2 separate regions of the Mus musculus genome follow, and region 1 is linked to region 2. A link is a contact called in public Hi-C data. All regions are on one chromosome and are shown on one strand. Each heading gives the region's core, a stretch centred on a gene start, on an enhancer-like site or on the middle of the called end of the contact. The rest is flanking DNA. Distances are from core to core; before and after follow the strand shown.

What was found. A called contact is a pair of places that touch in the nucleus more often than the background predicts.
Region 1: a contact with region 2 is called in a Hi-C map of cerebral cortex, with 3 times the contacts expected there. The contact joins two enhancer-like sites. A contact is called at or near these places in 1 of 39 promoter capture datasets (cranial neural crest), 1 of 484 Hi-C or Micro-C datasets (cerebral cortex) and 3 of 9 other capture datasets (adipose tissue, liver and pancreatic islet).

What each region holds. Positions count from the first base shown.
Region 1 is chr11:106,818,882-106,826,302 of GRCm38.p6, reverse strand. It overlaps Smurf2 (SMAD specific E3 ubiquitin protein ligase 2), which reads left to right. Exons shown (of 19, transcript NM_025481.3): 17 at 1,493-1,694; 18 at 3,208-3,283; 19 at 3,539-6,242. The coding sequence ends at 3,638. Among named protein-coding and RNA genes, the nearest start is that of Cep95, 33 kb to the right of the region's middle. Within about 2 kb of position 2,347, at least 18 of the 459 cell types and tissues checked have an H3K27ac peak or open chromatin away from gene starts, as enhancers often do. A contact at or near this core is called in cerebral cortex, where this site is marked.
Region 2 is chr11:106,559,872-106,566,662 of GRCm38.p6, reverse strand. All of the region lies in intron 2 of Tex2 (testis expressed gene 2), which reads left to right. Among named protein-coding and RNA genes, the nearest start is that of Tex2, 50 kb to the left of the region's middle. Within about 2 kb of position 2,187, at least 94 of the 459 cell types and tissues checked have an H3K27ac peak or open chromatin away from gene starts, as enhancers often do. A contact at or near this core is called in cerebral cortex, where this site is marked.

The DNA.
Region 1 (7,421 bases), core at 1,098-3,597, 260 kb before region 2:
GAGTACTGGGATTCAAGGCATGTGCCACCACGCCTGGCTTACAGTGTAGTTTTGTCACTATTGAAATGTGAACTATATAGATTAAATTATAGCTTACACACTGTTAGAATTCCCTGATAAACTGTTGATTGGGGTCTCAAGATGATTTGACAGGTGAGGCCACATGCCAACAAATCTGATGACCTGAGTTCAATTCCCAGACCCTAGATGGTAGGAGAAAAATGATTCCTGAAAGTTGTCCTCTGAATTCCACCTGTGTATTGTAGCTTGTGTTCATGTATACCTACCTACCTACCTACCTACCTACCTACATACAATTAAATGAATAAAGCAAACTAGTTATATATGTGTGTATGTGTATATTTTAATCTGTAGAGACATGTTAGTATCAAAATGACTTTAGTATAGTTCTTAAATATTGATTGTATTAGGATGTCAAGTGGACACTATAGCAGAATTCATGTATTTTTTTTTTCAAGACAAAGGTTTCTCTAGGTAGCATTGGCTGTTCTGGAACTCACTTTGTGTAGACCAGGTTGACCTCCAACTCAGCAGCTCTGCCTCTGCCTGAATGCTGAGTTTAAAAGTGTGTGCCACAACGCCTGGCCCTCAAGTATTTACATTTTAATATAATGTCAAAGTTGTTAGTTAAGTGAATTATGTTACATATCCAACATGTTTCTTGTGGTACACTCTGGATCATTTTCACAGGTAAAATGAGGTAGAGGTGACTGTGATATTAGAGCAAAGAACACTGCAGGCTGATGAATTGCCTCAGATTGTAAGCTAACAGTGTTAAAATGAATGTAAATCAGTGCAGACCTAAGAAAGGCACAGAGAAACCTGTAGTATTATTTCTTCTCATCCTCTTTTGGAGACAAGGTAGTAGCTCAAGCTAGCCTTAAACTCATGTTGATCCTCCTGCCTCAGCCTCTTTAGTGCTGGGATGATAAGCATGGTGTGTTACGCCCAGCTTGTGTTTACTGAGTCTTGATTTTTGTCTAATGTTTTAAAATTTTAGAATTCTATTTTGAACTGGAGTTTTTACAACTCTTTGTTCTTGTCAGAGTCCATTACAGTGATTATCAGACACTGGGGACAGGACCTACAATGAGTAGATACTTCTGGAGATTTAAAGATACAGAGCAGTGGTGTCACTTGCCTTTAATGACAGAGCTGGAGAGACAGAGGCAGGCAAGTCTCTGAGATTGAAGCCAGCCTGTTCAAGAGAGTGAGTTCCAGGTTAGCTAAGGTTACACAGAGAAAAACCCTGTCTCCAAAAAAAAAAAGAAAGAAAAAAGAAAGGATTCCGAGCTGACTGCCAGCAGACAGAGTTACAGTCTCTGCAGCACAGGGTCTGTTGGGTCTGTTCTGAAAGCTTTCCAGGTAGTGCAGCTGTGCGCCTGTGGGATGCTCACTGCTAATCTAAGACGACTTGGGAGGCGCAGCTTTGATGCCCACTGGCTTACCACTCCTGCAAATATTTCAACAGCTCATTATTTGTGGACTTGGCAAAATTGATGTGAGTGACTGGAAGGTCAACACCCGGTTAAAACACTGTACCCCAGACAGCAATGTCGTCAAGTGGTTCTGGAAAGCGGTGGAGTTTTTTGATGAAGAGAGACGAGCACGGTTGCTCCAGTTTGTGACAGGGTCCTCTCGAGTGCCTCTGCAGGGCTTCAAAGCACTACAAGGTGAGGTGTCATGGGATGGGCACACAGGTACCTGGCATCTACTCGTGCATGGGTGGAGAGAATCACGTTGTCTGGGGTATGTTGCAGTTTTATAAGCCCTGTGCTTATAAAGATCTCTGACTAGCTCCTGCATGGAACTGCCTTCGCAGCTCCTTCTGGAGAGGGTTCTGACAGGCTTCTCTGTGATCACAGAGTGCGCTGTGGAATGTAGGTTGGAGCCTAGGTACTGATGCTCTGTTTTGTACCTTGTGGTCACCCTGCTTTACTTCTGTAGGGAAGGTCATTCACCTCCATGTTGACATCTCAGCTTGGCAAAACCTTTACTCACCTAAGATGCCTCCTCTGCCTTTCTTTTAGCCAGTTGTTTGTTCAGAGCGCTTTATTTACTATATGACTTCAGACCATCTTAAATTGTTTAGGATTGCTTTTCTGTGGGATAAGCTGTTGCATTTTGCTTGAGTTGGTAACATTGCTGATGATTGTGGTGGATCATTCAGTGGCCATTGCTTCCTTCACCTTTCAGCGCTTCCTTTTCAAAACTGCTGGAGAGGAGGGAGAATCCGCAAAGCGGGACTAGTCAGAACTCATCAGCAGTTGCCCACAGAGCGCTCAGAAAGCCTGGGCAAAGCTGCCTGACGTTGTGTTCTCCTTTTGGGGAGCGTGGTGTCGTCTTCTCTTCTGTGTTTGTATGGGGCATGTGTGCTGACTGAAAGTGTATCCTCTAGACTGCTAATCTTTGCTTAAGCTCAGCTTGAGTCATAAGTCTAAATTTGCGTTAGTCATCTTTTAAAATAGGATGCAAATGTATATTTTAAGCATAATAGCATATGCCTATAATCCTAGTCTTCTGGAAGCTGAGGCAGGAGGATCTTGAGTTTAAGACTATCTTGAACTACATAGCAAGATTCTATTTCAAAAAAAAAAAAAAAAAAAAGCCGGGTGTGATGGCGCACGCTTTTGATCCCAGCACTCGGGAGGCAGAGGCCGGCGGATTTCTGAGTTCAAGGCCAGCCTGGTCTACAAAGTGAGTTCCAGGACAGCCAGGACTATACAGAGAAAGCCTGTCTTGAAAAACCACAAAAAAAAAAAAAAAAGGCCAGGCAGTGGTGGGTGGTGGCACAGGTCTTTAATCCCAGCACTTGGGAGGCAGAGGCCAACCTGGTCTACAGAGGGAATTCCAAGACAGCCAAGGTTACAGAGAGGAAAAGAAAAGCAAACCTAGTGTGTTCTTATTGCTTGGGATGCAAATATTCTGTGGCACGTGTTTTGTTGGCAGAGGGACATCGGTTAAGCCTTTTGCTCAGACAGCACTGCTGATGCTATGGCACCTGGCCTTAAACACATGTCACTTACAACCTCAAAGCCAGGCTCCTTTTCCTATGCGCCCCCAAGTTGGTGTGTGTGGATACAAGGTGCTCCCCAGCTCCTGTGGCTTATGTTCTCATCTATTCTGAGGCTTTGGAGATGGGTTCGTGTGCCTGCTGTGATCTGACCCACATTCCTTCACTGGCAGGTGCTGCAGGCCCACGGCTCTTTACCATACACCAGATTGATGCCTGCACGAACAACTTGCCAAAAGCCCACACTTGGTGAGTTATTTTTGTAGCTTTTCCTCTGTCATTCTCGGTAAGTTTTTGTTTAAAAGAAATGATGAGCACTTCTTTTAAGTGATTTTAAAAGTGAAGTTATTCAGAAATCAGTAAGCAAACCCCAAAGTCGTGGCCTCTGCTTTAGAGGGCTGCCCTTCTACCTTCCTGTATGACACGAAGCCTATGTAATGCTCGCCTGCTGTACCTGCTGACTTGTTCTGAGCGAATGATCAAGGCTGATTTGCTTATTTACAGCTTCAATCGAATAGACATTCCACCCTATGAAAGCTATGAGAAGCTCTATGAAAAGCTGCTAACGGCCATCGAGGAGACATGTGGCTTTGCTGTGGAATGATGGGCACCAAGGACTTACCTACAGCTCTTATTTATTCCCTGGCCAACAGCCTCCTTCAGCAGCGCTTCAGAGAACGCTGGGATACAGGACAGCCTCCTCCCCTGTTCCTTAGATTCTAGGACACTGGGAGGGGAAAGGACAATTTTGAAATTCCTTTTCAAGGAAAAGTAAAGGTCTTTATGCTTTGCCATGAGGACACACTCAGCTGCTATTTAAAAATTAATACCTTGAACCTAAAGAATGCTGACCCCCTGCGTCTCCAGAGTTAGGCAGTATTCTACACTTAAAAGACTACTACTATTTTTATACAAGGTTATCTCCCCAAATTGCTTGTCAGACTCATGTCTCTCCCGCATAGCAAGACAACTCCAGCAGTCGGTACAAGTCACACTTCATTTTGATTGAGTACATGATTTTTGAACAACTCCTATACCTGCTCTTTGTAAGAAATTAAATAAAGTTATTTTGGATTGTTCCACCTTTGTAAACAATTGGCTAAAGAGGGATCATTACCTTGATGAAATTAAGCCATTTACATGTTTAGTTGTGTTTTTCTATAGCAGAGTGTTATATTTTGCATTATGTGGGTCACCGTAGCTTAAGTGGGGTTTTATATTTTTCAAGTGTGACTTTCTTGGAAATTCTTAATGCAGCCATTTAAACAGTTTATTTGCTACCCTTCCTGTTTTTAAGATGACTTAAAAAAAAAAAAAAGACCTCATGTTCTTGAATCAAGAAGATCAGGTATTTTGGATTTACTTTCATCTTAAATTGAAATACTGCATTTTTATAGCTTCTCAGTATGTGATGGGGTGGATTTTCATTCTTTGCTGGGTCAGCTTGTCTTTTATATGCTATTTCTATAAACCAAAGTCTCTAATAAGTACATCTAACTTATATTTTAATTAAGTTTCTAAAAGGAAAATTTTTGCTCTAAAAATCGTTTAACAAGTTTGAGAGCCCTGCTTTTACCTCATTGGTTGAGCTGGAGGTGGTAGTGGGCATGGTGGGCCAAGAATGTCATACATGCATGACGTCAGCTGGGCTGACCATGCCCGTGATCCTGGCTCCTGGGAAGCTAAGGCAGAAGGGCCAGTTCAAGTTTGAGGCCAGCCTGAGCGACACAGCAGACCTTGCCTCACATAAGAGTGACTCTAAGGCAGTCGTATAATTTACTCTAGAACTAAAGAGTTCATGAAGTGAGGGACTGGAGGCCAGGCTGCCACACTGCTGACTTCAAGTGTGGAGGTTACGCTTTCAAGGTGTGTGGCCCATCCTGTGATCTAGAAGGTAACAAAAATTCTGGGGTGAGGGGTTGCAACCATTTAAAAAAAAATCACATTGGATTTTAAAATTCAACCATCAGAACAATGCACTATTATTTTTAAACATGGATGTGAAAGAAGAATAGCAGATTTTGCTGAGCTTGGCACAGGGCCATGAGGAGCACTTGACAGGAAGTGTAACTCAGCCTGGTGGCCGACACCCGTGATCCTGTCACTGGGGAGGCAGAGGCAGAAGCGTCAGCATGCCAAGGCCAGTCTCACCTACACAGTGGATTGAGGCTTCCTTGAGACCCTGTCTCAGAGGACAGGGATGCAGTGCTAAGGAGACGCTGCTTTCAGTGGTTTTCCATGCAGTGTAACACAGGCAAATCCCACTGCTTTCTGAGTGCCTTTTAACTTTATTACAGTGACTTGACAGAGCTTTAGAGGAAACTGCCCTATGTAACGGTCTTCAATAGCACAGACATCAAAAACATGGTTTAGATTTCGATTTCAAAATTACATTACCTGATTACTTCCAAATAGGTGCTAAGCAAACAAAAATCCCCAGTGTCACAGAACCTGGACTTGCCTTGTGTTTAATGTGAATATTTATCTGTCCCCACGTCGCCTGCCTCCAGGCGCTCTGTTCCATCAGGAAAGCTTCATTCTGACCAATGGTTCCCTGTGCTCACATGCAGTAAGAGGCCACTATTTTCTGGCACAAAGTTTTAAAGCAGTGCTGTGTATCCTGTACATTTGTTTTGCAGTTTGTTGCTCTGTATTTTACAGTGCTCTCCCCACCCCACTCACATTTACAGGCCAGAGCACAAATTTCTCTTCTCCTAAATCCACTATAATTTGCTTTCCTAGACAACACTAAATCTGCCCTGAGCTTGCAGTGCATCGGACAGATGGCACTGGTGGGTGTTAGCCGCTTCCAGTGCCTGCAGGGTCAGCAGCACAGCCTCGCCCTTCAGCTGCAGCTTACGGTCGGGGCCACGTGTGGTGGTTAATGTTCTCACACTAGGATGATGATTGTACCAAATGCTGAGTTGCTGATTCTAGATGTAATTAGTTCACTTTATGTAATATTCTCCTTTTCTCTAAACTGACTTTAAAAGCAAAGTTTTATCATTTCCATTGTATTTATTACAGAATGTTTTAGCCTTGATATTCTTTGTAATTTCACTCATTTGTTACATGAGCTTTATCAATAACATCTGTATAAATGGTTTTTAAAAATTAACTATGTACGTATGTATGTATGTGCCCATGCCGAAGCTGAGCAATAAAATGAATGCTGTTTGCACTGTCACAGCAGCGAGGTTTGTAAGAATACTGAGTTTTTACTTGTTTTGAAAACCATGTTTGGCTTTTCACAGGCGATAGCGGGGAGCCTTGAGTTGGAAAGACTGCTGCTTTCCTCCAGGCTTAGAGGCTGGCACCCGGCTGCCCTGAGGTGGGGCCGGCTGGAAGCGGGGCAGTTCTCTATCATGGCAGCTGAGACTTCCCATCGTTGTTGGGGGCCATGAGGTGGTGGGACTTCTGAGAGAAAAAAAATCTACAATCAGGTCTGTCTGCGGTCTGGAGGGCAGCACTGTGGCCGGCAGATGGCCTAACCTTTGCCAGCATGCCTTGGTGTTAAACAGTCAAGTCTTGCAAATGAAAAGGAGAAGTTACGGCTCTGTGAATGCCAGTCGATGGGAGTACAGCTACATACACAGATAGGGAAGACATGCATGTGGGTTCTTTCTTCACCATAACGTGTGGTCTGTGAATCAGTACAGCAGAGGCTGCAACAGCTTAGAAGAGCTGGAAACGAGCAGACAGCAGAGTGTAAGACAGGTCCTGACAGTGTTCTGTAGCTGCTTCCTCTAGTTCTTTTCTAGAAGGATGAGGGAGGACAACAGACCCCTCCATGGCTTGCTCATGCATCTTGACAGGTGACTGCCGTGGTGAAGAGCTGCTGGCACAGAGACTTTCAGGGAGCCGCACTCCAGTGCTGCTCTCGTGTCAGCACCTATCTGGCGGGCTTTTTCAGTAGCATGAAGTCAAGAGACTAGTTATAGGATAGATGGAAGTACACCAGAGGGTAGTACCCTTTTATGTTAACACTCTAAACTGCTTTGTCTAGTTATAGTTAAAAGGCTATATAAAAGGTAATCTTCCTGAAAGGTATAGTGGTGCAAGTCTGTAATCCCAGCACTCGGATGCCTGCAGTCATCCTGAACAGAGATGACCTCATCTTCTAGCCAGGAAGTAGATACAGCTAGGGAAATGGAAGTCAGCTCCCAAATGGTAGATGAGGGACTTAAGACTACATAGCTCCTGAACTCCAAAACAGTAGCCATTATTGGCTTCATCCACAGCCTGTTTGATGCTGTTAGGTCCTGGAGTTCATACACAGTCAATAACTTTTATTGACCTCTATCAACATGCTTCACAAGTGGGCTGGCAGGACTTGCTAACAGCTTTAACAGAGCTAAATGCCTTTATTCCCTTTTCTCAGGTTTTA
Region 2 (6,791 bases), core at 938-3,437:
TGCTAAGACTTTGGATATCTCTGTTGTCCAGGAACTCAAACAGCTCATCCGGAAGCCTGCTGTGTAGACCATGCTTGCCTACTTATCAGGCAGTTTTGAAGCTCTCCACGGCCCCAGAGAGCAGCGCTTCTGGCTAGTTCCTCTTAGGTCTGCCCTGCAATTTGCTCTATTTTGAGGATCTGTCATTGCTGAATATTGGGATTCTATATTCTTATTTTTCAGGCAGTCTCACTATGTAGCCCTGGCTGTCCTAGAATTTACTGTGTAGACCAGGCTAGCCTTGCACTCATAGAGATCTGCCTGCCTCTGCCTGCCAACTGCTGGAATAAAGGTGTGCGCCACCGTGCCTAGAAGTGTTATCTACCTGGAGATTCTGGCATCAGGCTCGATGCCAATGGAACTGCAGGAGAGGGCCAAGAGGAAAGAGACCAATTACTATCACTGATGGCGCCTGCTGCTAGCTTCTCTCTGTGCACAGTGAGACATGGGCTGAGAACAAAAATGTCATCTGTGAATGCCATGTGTCAGGCTTTGGGCCTCCTGGGGTGGGGCTCCTGAGATGATCTTTTGGAATGAATATATTAGAATTTCAAATTTCTTTTTTTTTTTTAAGTTATTTATTTATTTATTATTATTATTTTTTAAATTTATTTATTTATTACATGTAAGTACACTGTAGCTGTCCTCAGACTCTCCAGAAGAGGGAGTCAGATCTCATTCCGGGTGGTTGTGAGCCACCATGTGGTTGCTGGGATTTGAACTTCAGACCTTTGGAAAAGCAGTCGGGTGCTCTTACCCACTGAGCCATCTCACCAGCCCGAATTTCAAATTTCTATTTATTTCTCCATATTTACATTTTTCTGGCCGTTTTGTGTACTTCATAAGATTTTTAGCATAAAACTATGGTTGTAGGCCGGGCGTGGTGGCTCACGACTTTAATCCCAATCCTTGGGAGGCAGAGGCAGGTGGATTTCTGAGTTCGAGGACAGCCTGGTCTACAAAGTGAGTTCCAGGACAGCCAGGGCTACACAGAGAAACTCTGTCTCGAAAAACCAAAAAAACCAAACCAAACCAAAAAACTATGGTTGTCACCTGGCATATTGGTGGTGCTTGTCTGTGATCTCTGCCTTTGGAAGGCAGAGGCAGGCGGTCAGCCTGGTCTAGATAGTGATTTCCAGGATGCAGCTGTGTAATGAGACCATGGCAAAACAAAGCAAAACAACAGCAGGCAGTGGAGCTGGAGAGATACGGTTGAGAGCAGTGCAGCTCCTGCAGAAGGCTTGAGTTTTATGTCCCAGCACCAAGTCAGGCCACTTCACAGCTGCCCTTAACTTCAGCTCCAGAGGATCCCAGGTGTCTGTACACCCACCCACATATATGCACATAATTTTTAAAAATTTAAACTCTAAAAGTATAATTGTCATTGATACAGTTTCTGAGTTATTTGTATACATAGTTATATAGGGTATAGAATCAGGAACATTTAAAGGTCACTGCTATATAATAATTTTCAAGGATCCTCTGTTGGCATTAGGTATTTCCAGTTTTATACATGAGGAGGCAGGGACTCTGTTCATCCCATGTTTTTGAGCCCAGCGTGACACTCCTCCCTCTCCCCTTCCCCCCTTTTCCTGTGGCACATCTCTGCAGAAAAAGCCCACGTCTAGACTTTGAGAGCCCCTTGCTGCCCTTACAGGCGTTCAAGGTGGCTTCTGTTTTCTTGGAGTGGTTTTGAACGCTATTGATCATAAATAACTTTTAGCTCTCCTCAGGTTACAAGCTTATTTGGGCTCTGTTAAATTTCTAGATTTGTTTCCCCTCCCTTCTATCTAAGGAATATTCTGAAAATGACAACATGATCTCTCTTTATTGAGAACTAAAAAAACAAAAAACAAGAAAGGAAAGCTGTCGCTGCAGTGGATGGAGGGGCCCTCTCCAAATCTGTCTGTTGTTTTCTCGTCTCTTTACATTCTGTCCTTATTCCCAAGAGAAGCATGGGAAACTCAGAAAAGGTCCACGTCAGACATATCCTGGGCGTGTCATCTGGCTCTGGTCAGGTCTGGAGTGTAGTGTCTGCATCACACATGCAGACGCACCCGCTCTTTGTCACCTGTGTGCTCACGTGTGTTACAGCCTGACCTCTTCACGCTTCCCCACACAGTTGGCTGTGAGACGGTTTCTTTTTTGAAGGGAAGCTGGCGCTGGCTCCCGAGGATGTGACACCCTTAGTGTAGCATGATTATGTGGAGCAGAGCAAAAGTGACTCATGCCTGGTGGCCCCACTGTCGAAACAGTGATGCTGTTACCTCCTGATTTCCACGCTCTAAGTGGCCTAGTGCTAACTTTAGCCAAGAGAAAAAAAGATGCCTGTGTCAGTCCCAGAACTACTGACTGACGAAGATATTTGTCCTGGGAAGATTTTAACTTTAGGACAGACAGCCTCAGTGTTGATCTAGTCAACTGTGGGTTGACAGTTTACCCACTACCCAGAGGGTGCAACATTACAGTGCTATTTAAATGTCACGACAGTTGGCTTGTTTTTAATCCAGTGAGTGGAACAGTAAAGGCAGGGTGCTAGGTGTGGGAATATTGTCTTATTAGAATTGTATCACAACCCTGTTCAGTTCGGGTATGTGCTGGTGAGGGAAGGGAGGCCCAGAGGCTTTCCTTGTCCATGGCCATGCTGTCTAGTGGTATTTTAGCCAGTGTTCTATTGTTAGTGATGCAATACCCCAGGCTAGGTAATATAGAAAAGAGTGTCAGATTTAGTGGTACCCACTTGTAATTTCAGCGTCTGGGAGGCAGAGGCAGGATGCTTGCAAGTTTGAGGATAGCCTGGGCTGCGTTCTGAGACCCTGGCTCAGCAAAACAAAGAAAAGGTGTTATTTTTGCTCATGGTTCTAGCCCAAGTTGAGGGGTTTATCTGGTAAAGGCTGTCTTCCTGGCAAACTGTTGATGCACATGGGGAATCATGGCTGGTGACAGGGATACTGTGAACATATGTTCTCTGCCTTCCCTGTCTTTTTTCTTGGCTTCCACCTTGGTGGCAATGATGTTTAGAAAGGGGGACACCAGGTGCTAGAGAGGTGGCCCAGTAGTGGGTGTTCCTGCAGAGGACCCGGGTTCTGTTCCCAGACCGGCATGGCAACTCAGCCATTTGGAACTCCAGTCCCAGGGGATCTATTGCTCTCTTCTATCCTCTGAGGACAGATAACAGAGCAGAGGGGTGGTGGTGTGCCCAGTTTGCCAAGCCCTGTCATAGGTATAATGAGTTCTTTCCTGCAGCATGCCTGCTTAGATGTCTAGATCTGCAAGTGACATCTTGCAGCCTTCCATACTCTGCTGGGTGAGTTGACTTACACAGGCCTCTAAAATGAAAGGGCCTTGGCCTGGCAGCTTCCGTCTCACCTGATTGGACTTCCTAGCCGGAGTCACATGCTGATTGTCTGGCTTGTGTTTTTTGTGCTTCTTGAAGGCAGAGAGGTTGGGCTCATCAGCTTGTCCTTGTATCCCCAGTTCCTGCTGTGTGGTAGGCATGCGATAAATAACTGTTGGATGCATGCTTGGGTCCATGAGGAAGAGTTTAACCAGTGGATCAGTATTCGTTCCTATTTCTGTTCCTGAGACTGACTATGTGACAGAAGCAACCAGAGGGAGGAAGGATTTGTTGTAGGGTGTTGTCCATCATGGAGAGGAAGTGTTTGGTTTGGTTCATGGTGGCAGGAGCATGTGATCACACAGCAGCACACAGGAAACAGAACTTGTGCTAGAAGTGGATGGGGCCAGGCTGTGAGCGGAAAGGCTGGTCCCAAAGGCCTACACCAGCCAGCTAAGCCCAAGTCCTCTTCTGCTGCCAGCTCTACGACTGTGATGTGATCCAGGAGCCAGACACTGGTTTCTTTATAAAATGGGCCTGTTGCCATGGTTTGATCATGGTTTGCTCCCATCGAAATGCAGGCTGAAATGGAATTTTCAGTGTAACTGTGTTGAGATAATTAGAAGCTGGGCATGACAACATATGCCTGTAGTTCTAGCACTTAAAGCCCTAGGGAGGTGTAAGCAAGCAGATCTCTGAGCTCTAGGCCAGCCTGGTCTATAGAGCAAGTTCCAGAACAGCCAGGGCTAAAGATCATTCTAAATACATAAAGGCCAGTTTAGAATACAGGGAGTCCTGTAGTTCATACCTGTAACTCCATCACTTAAGAGGCAGAGAGGTAGGAAGTTCAAGGCCAACCTGGGCTACATAGAGAGTTCTAGGCCAACCTAGACCAACTTGAAGACTTTGTCTCAAAGAGGGGGAAAAGGTGATTGGATCATGAGAGCTCCATCGTCATGCTAGGTTGGGTGTAGCTTCTGTAAGAGTGGGCTAGTTATCAGGAGAGCAGGTTGCTCGGAAGCCAGCAGCTTCGCTGTCCCTGTGTCTCTTGAGCAGGTGTGTGTCTTTTTCAGAGCCTGTCCTCCCTTTCTCCCTTACTCTCGGGTGGAACAGCACACCCTTCCCTGCCTGGAAGCTGAAGGCGAGTGACATGATCTTGGACTCTATTTACTTCTGCAATTGAATAAATTTGTTCTTTAAAAAGTTCCCTGGTACAGCCGCCCTGTGATCCCAGCTGCTTAGGCTAAGGTTAGAGGATTCAACTTCAAGGCCTACTTGGGCTACAAAGTTAATTTGAGGTTTATCTTTTTTTTTTTTTTTTTTTTTTTAGATTTATTTATTTATTTATTATATGTAAGTACACTGTAGCTGTCTTCAGACACTCCAGAAGAGGGAATCAGATCTCGTGATCGGATGGTTGTGAGCCACCATGTGGTTGCTGGGATTTGAACTCCTGACCTTCGGAAGAGCAGTCGGGTGCTCTTACCCACTGAGCCATCTCACCAGCCCCAATTTGAGGTTTATCTTGATAATGTAGTGAGAAAAAGACCTGTATGCCAGAGGGTCCTAGGCTCAACCTCCAATACCACCAATAACAAACAATAGGACGAATAAACAAATTATGCAGATTGAATATCTTGTTAATAATTACCAAAACAGACTAAGACATCTGTGAACCTGTGTCTGGTGAGTAGAAATATCTACTTTTGAATAGTTTGATTTGAACTATGAATGAGCTGATTTGTGTTTTCTGTGTATGTGATACTAACTGGCTTCTGTAGAAGATGAGTATATAAATCTTGAGCACAAGTATGAAAACTTAAGACACTCCCCAGCCTCCCATAGGTCATGGTACCTGGCAGCAACATTAAGATCTCTACAGACAGGGACGGGCAACTTCTTGACATTGCAAAAGGATTTTGTCATCTACAAATGGGTTTGAGCCCCACTCACAGCTATCCTGGGACACACGCCCTCGGGGCTATGGGTTGGACGCACCTATAAGCCACTTCCACCTGTGAACCATGAACCAGCTGAACTGGAGCTGAGTTGCCTTCAACTGTTTTAGCACTTGCCTGCCTGAGGCGTGAGGACACAAGTTCAAGGCCAGCTTGGGCTACCTTGGGAAACTCAGTCTCAACAAAAACTTAACAGACTATTGGACTAAAACAGATGTTTTTCAGCTCCTCCGGGGTCATGGAGGTTGTCACTGACAGAAGGAAGTGACTTAGGAAATGCCCAGAGCCTTCGTAGGACAGGGTGTAGCTCCATTATCGGCCCTGTGAGCAATTTAAGGAAGAAGTATCCCTTCTCTCTGGTTTCTCTGTGAGAAGGAGACAAAAAGACGCTCTGTGCCTTCTCTGGGTAAATTTTGAGTCACATATACACCATTGACATTTGTATTCAAGCAAGGTGCTGAAGGGCCAATGAGCTGGTGAGCATGTAAGATCATGCGCTGCCAAGCCTGACAGCTTGGAGTCCACATGGCAGAGTGGGAGAACCAGCCCCTGCAAGTTGTCTTCTGACTTCCATGTGTGCACCTGGTTCTTCACATGCACGTATACACACGTACACAATAAATTAGCATGTTTAGTCACACAGAGACCATGGTGCTGTGACAGTGAGCTTGGGGTCACTAATCCAAAAGGGCCAATCTGCAGCCAAGTGGTAGCTATTGTCAAAGTGACTGTGACTGTGTAGGACCACAATATGCCACCATTAGCTCCTAGCCCGACTGGTCATCAGCCATACTGACTGGAGCACAAGAATTCCTTTGCCTCTGTGGGATCCATGAATTGTCACTAACGCTACAGAACTCCCTGGACCAGAGCACGCTTGTTTTAAAATATGGGAATCAGGCAAGTGAGGAGCAGCCAGTAAGAGCAGGGCTGCCTTGGGCACCCAGCCCAGCGGCACCTAAGCATGAAGGCAAGAGCCACTACCAGACTTGAAACCTGGTGGGCTGAGTGAGTGAGGCAGCTCAGGGCAGCTTCCATGTGCTATAGGCACCAAGAGTCACAGTGCAGGTCCCCTCTTTTGCATATGCTTCTGGAGTGGCCAGCTAGATGTCCTGGCTGGAAGCCCTAGTGATGAGAGTGTCAGGACCTGGAAGCCTGATGCCCGTCGTTCACCCTTAGGATGGCTACTGAGCATTCCTAACCAAACGGGATGCCCTCCTCCTCTGAGCATGCCCTGTCCCTGGCCAGGAGCACATTTCATTCAGCTCCACTTTGTGTGCCAGCTCTCCCACTTGTTTATAATGAAGAACTTCCTCAAGATTCCGTAAGGTTCTCGGATTTATGCTGGAGTGTGACTCAGATGCAGTTTTGAGTTATATGTATGAGCAAGTTCTTATCTGACATAAATTACCAACATGCAGAGCGGTAGGATGTCGCTTCCAGAGGGAAAGCTGTTA